Regions from separate parts of the Astyanax mexicanus genome. Here region 1 is linked to region 2. The links are chromatin contacts, called in public Hi-C maps. All regions are on one chromosome and are shown on one strand. The core of a region is the stretch at or near the end of the contact, and the rest is flanking DNA. Distances in the headings are between cores, read along the strand shown. Region 1 overlaps ppp3r1b (protein phosphatase 3 (formerly 2B), regulatory s1ubunit B, alpha isoform, b). Region 2 holds the start of cnrip1a (cannabinoid receptor interacting protein 1a).

Region 1 (2,700 bases), core at 42-2,541, 44 kb before region 2:
GGGGCGAGGGGGTGGCTGGCAAAGGCCCCGGATGTTTCAAATGTTGCAGGAACAATGTAAAAAGTACAAAGTACAACAGGGCGATTCCACGCTAACAGATAAACTAAAGACTTCACTGAAAACTAATTACAGATCTCAGCTTAAGGTTGAGCATGACCTGAGAGTTGCAGTATCAAGCATGCAACCCCATTTTTAGAAGATGAGTCGTGCAAAACAGGCTCATTGCAGTCACTGATGGACACGGTCATTTGTTTACCTGCCTTACCTAAATTTTTAAAGTGAAAAGTGAGAAACTAAACAATTATTTAATCAGTAGGCCAATTTTCTGCATTTTTGAATATTGATGTTAATGTTGTATCTGGTGTTATAATGTTACCTACTGGTTTAGAAACAGAAATTAATGTTACTTAATGTTGATTATAACATTTTAAAATTGAGTTTTAGTTTTATTACTATTTTGTTGGGGCGTGGTGGAATTTCCCCTTCTTCTGAGGTGGGGAATGATAGAAAATTTTTGAGAATCACTAACCTAGATAGAGCCCAGGATTTACACTATATATTTTAGTGTGGTAGCTAAACCTATTATCAAGCCTCTTTTATTCTGTAAAATCTATATAAATATTAAGCATGTAGTTAAATAATTTACTAGCTTTTAAAATGGCCAATTTACCTAAAACATCTAATTCTAATACTATTTAGGTGAAAGTGAAGAGAGATTCTTGTTGCAAAATTGGGAAAAATTAAGATTTCTTTTTTAAGAATGTAAAATGCCTATTTAGTCACTGTCAATCAAAAACCTTCAAAGAATTCTCTCACATTTTCTTTAAATAGGGTTAAAATATCAGGATAAATGAACTAAAATATTTAACAAAATTTGGAACCAATGCTACAATACATGCTTTAGTGTTTTTTTTTTTAGTAATGGTACAATCACGTAAACCTGGATGCAAATAGTACAAGCTGCTGGAAATAGTGCAAATAGCTTGTGCCAAAAATAAATCTGCTTTTTTAAGTGTTTCTGATGAAAACCACTGTAATTTTCTGCCATTTGAAAACAATTTAATACAATTTTAAACATGCACAATCATCTTTTACCACAAAAAAGTCTCGTGCCTCTTTCCCTGCTACCACAGACCACTACAACTACCTACACAAACACACACAGCACAGCACAGCTTATTTATATCTACCATCATCAAATCCTCTTTCCAAACAGCTGATCAGCTCTCAGCTTCCACACACACACACACACATACACTCATACCCGCTACCACCACACCGTGCCGCGCCCTGCCAGCCAACCTGAGGGAGGGTCTCACCTGATTTCTTATACACCAGCCTGATAGCCCCTGCCATCTCTCCACACAGCCAGCGTTTAACTAAACTACAGGAGGAACTCGGGGGAACAACACTGCTGCTGCTGCTTTACCCCGCCCTCAACACCACAGGGGTTGCTAAGCTCTGTACACTCACTCACACACACACCTGTAGCAGCATATGGACAGATAGTCATTATGTAATTGAGCTACCAGAAGGGAGAGGTCATAGCACAGAACGACCACTAGATGTCCTCATGTACTCTACTGTGAAACTGCGGAATAGAAGCCCATAGGACTGGCCATTTTATCAGAAACACCCACCCTATAGTAACATCATCTGCGGCTAAACATTTACTAGCATACTTTATTAATAGAGAGAGGCCACCACAGTGCCTTATATATGTCAATATGCCAAATATTGGCTAAATGTGTGCCAAATATTGGCCACATTAGGGGTGGGCGAACATATTATTCCAAGGTATAACTTTTGCAAAAACAATAAAAGAAAAAAATATATACTAGTTCAACAAAATAATAATAAATATGAATGTATTATTTATAGGGATGTCCCAGTTACATTTTTTTGCTCTCAAATTTGAATCCTTTAACTACATTTGAGTCCCGATCTGATACTTTGGCACTGCCACAATTTTCCATTTAAATATGCATATTTTTAGACTACTTTAAAATGAGACATGATGCAAGCATCATGTGTGTACCAGGTGCAGTGCAGGGGGTGGTAATGATAGTGACTACCAGGGACGGCTGATATGGCAGTACAGTAAGATCACGATATTTCAGAGTATTTTTGCGGTAATGATAGTCTTGCCATAATGACAAAACATTGAAGATTTTTTTAAGAATACACTACTTCAACAAAATGCATATTATGGGTGAAACAATTGCTTGAGAAAATCGAGTTACTTTTCTGTGCCTACTTTTGTTGTCAAAGTTATTCCACAGGTCCTGATGTATTTTGGAGAACATCCACTGTCCAAGAAGGAGAATCCACTGGTTTGGCGGTAAAAGAATGCAGCACGTTCAGAAGGTAAGATGCACAACACAAAGCCAATGTTTATGCCTTTTTTACTGATTATTACTCTATATTTAATAAATACAAGAAATCTGAAAAAAAAGTTGAAAGTAATTTAATTAAATTTATTTTTTACTTGTAGTCTTTATTTCTTTATTATACAACAGTTAGTTCCGACCTCATAATCTGATTGGTTGAGAAGTGTTCTAGCCGTGATGATATATGTGATAACATCACGGCCTGCTCACACTAAACCTGTACCACTCTGCCAACACGTTGCCGAGTAACGGCGTATACACACCTTCCAGTTTTAAATCATCACCTCCAGCGGCACCAGCAGCAGCGTTA
Region 2 (2,700 bases), core at 74-2,573:
CATATTAATAGTAAATCTATTGTAATATGGTGAATATATATGGGTATACACATATATACAGAAGACTATGTCTATTGAATGAGCCACCGCTTCTAAATTACACTATAAAACACTACATATTGAGCTCTATGTTGATAGCCAGGGTTAATTAATTCATTTTAATAGTAAATCTATTGTAATATGGTGAATATATAGGGGTATACACATATATACAGAAGACTATGTCTATTGAATAAACCACCGCTTCTAAATACACTATAAAACACTACATATTGAGCTCTATGTTGATAGTCAGGGTTAATTAATTCATTTTAATAGTAAATCTATTGTAATATGGTGAATATATATGGGTATACACATATATACAGAAGACTATGTCTATTGAATGAGCCACCGCTTCTGAATACACTAGAAAACACTACATATTGAGCTCTATGTTAATAGCCAGGGTTATTTCATTCATATTAATAGTAAAACTATTGTAAATTTGTGAATAAATATGGTTATACACATATATACAGAAAGGTATGTCTATATAATGAGCCACCACTTCTGAATACACTAGAAAACACTACCTATTGAGCTCTGTGTTGAAAGCCAGGGTTATTTCATTTATAAAAATAGTAGCATAACTGCTTTAATATTATGTGCACATATATGGGTATACACATACACCATATACAGCATATAAAGGCCTAGATCTACTGTATGTAGACCTAGGCCTAGGTATATCTAATAACCCACAGCTTCTGAATACACAGTAAAACAGCATATATTGAGCTCTGTGTTCATAATATATAATATATGGGTATAAATATAGTAGACAGGTCTTAGTCCTCTGTGTGTCCCCCTCCCCACAGCAGCATCAGCACCACACCACCACTCCCTGCTACTGCCAGGCCCTGCAGGACCCCGACATCTTTCATTCAGCTCACCATCAGCGTGTGTATGAGTGTGAATGAGAGTGAATGAGTGTGTGTGCGGCTGTTCTTACGTGGCCTCGGCGCTGCCCGGTTTCACCACCACCTCGATCTTGTATTTGGACCCAGTCAGCAGTTTTATGGTCCTGGTCTGTCCGAACCGAGACCCGTCCGCCTTGAAGAACACCGGCCCATCGTTTGGCTCCATCTTCAGGGACACCGAGATGTTAATGACGGGTGGAACCTCCGCCATGGCTATTAAATAACAGATATTAATAATAATAGATAAAGAAATTAAATAAATAAATAATCCTGCTCTGGGTTCCCTAGAATTAAAGGGATGGCAGAAGGTCCCAGGGAGCGACGCTGGATGATGGAGGAGGGGTTTTATTCCCTTCTCCACCTGTTTTCATGCAAGCCCCGCCCCCCGCGAGTCCCGCGGTGTGATTGGCTGAGCAGGACAGGTTTAAAATGGCTAGAGAAGCATTAGCAAAGAGTCTCTAATAAAGAGTTTACTGTTTATAAAACAGAGAACCACCGCCAACCGCTAGAGGGAGCCCGCGAGGGAGACCGTAATGAATGGGAGTGAATGGAGCTAAAATGCTAAAAACTCTAATTAAAAATAGTAACTCACTACTTATCTAGGATGTTATTTCAGTTTTGGAAGGTATAATTAAGTATTTAAGTAAATAAGCAAAGAAAACATACCTACATATTTTAGTTTTTCTTAAATAATCGTGTCTTTTGCAGTAAAGATGCTAGCGTTACTGCTAATCTACTGATTGGTAGGTAGGTAGGTAGGTAGGTTGGTGGGTGGGTGGGTGGATGGATGATGGATGGATGGATGGATGGATGGATAGATAGATAGATAGATAGATAGATAGATAGATAGATAGATAGATAATATACAAAGAAAGATCAAAGAGAAAAAAGGTGCATGCGAGAAATAGAGAAAAAAAATTTAATGAACCACTGATGAAAATAAAAAAGATAAAGAGAGAAAGAAACATAGAATGATAGAAAATAAAGAGATTATTTAAAAGAAATAAATGGATAGAATAAAGCCAAATATAAAGTAAGAAACACAAAGACAGATACCAAAGAGAAAAAGATGCATGCATGAGAAAGAGAGAAAGAAAGATGGTATGAACCACAGATGAAAATAAAGAGATTATTTAAGAAAATCATCAATGGATAGAGCTGATGCTGAAGATGTGTCTTCAGTAAAAAAAAAAAACGTTTGATATTGTTCTGTGTTGAGAAAATAAGTACATTTGCCAATAAAGAAAAGTATTAAATATTTATAAACTCTGATTTTGCTCAATTGCTCCATAGGAACCAATTCATTTTGGACTCACTCAGGAGCGTCCTCTATGGTCAATCTCACTCAGAAGACATTCTAAAGTGGGTATTCTCCTCTCTATTATAGAGTCTCTGGTAAAACAACCACTTGTGAAACAATATTTTCTGGGTTTGTTTGGCCACTTGAGGGCGCTCCAGATTGAGGCCAAAATGAATGAGTTCCTATGGAGCAATTGAGCAAAATCTCAATAATTTTCATACTAAAAAACGTATGACGTAGTAATTTTCTCAACTCACAACAATATAAGTGTTTTAGTCAAAATCAATTAGGGCCTAATGGGATCCAGAAGGTTTTGCCCACGGGTTCCACGTTGGTTCCACATATGGACAGGGCCGCCGCTCTGCATACGCAGACAACGCAGCCAGCGTTAGGCCTCAACCATTTTGCAGTTGCAGGGAGCCAAATTGACTGAGAATG

Evidence for each region. Hi-C and Micro-C count contacts between places; a contact is called where the count stands out from the background.
Region 1: a Hi-C map of muscle shows a contact between it and region 2, with 7 times the contacts expected there. The contact joins the enhancer-like site here to the promoter of cnrip1a in region 2. A contact is called at or near these places in 2 of 3 Hi-C or Micro-C datasets (blood and muscle).

Annotation. Positions count from the first base shown.
Region 1 is chr21:33,116,987-33,119,686 of AstMex3_surface, reverse strand. The region is part of intron 2 of ppp3r1b (protein phosphatase 3 (formerly 2B), regulatory s1ubunit B, alpha isoform, b); the gene reads right to left. Among protein-coding and RNA genes, the nearest start is that of etaa1a, 32 kb to the left of the region's middle. Within about 2 kb of position 1,291, the one cell type or tissue checked has an H3K27ac peak away from gene starts, as active enhancers do.
Region 2 is chr21:33,073,421-33,076,120 of AstMex3_surface, reverse strand. It overlaps cnrip1a (cannabinoid receptor interacting protein 1a), which reads right to left and starts at 1,323. Exons shown (of 3, transcript XM_022674580.2): 1 at 995-1,323. The coding sequence starts at 1,173.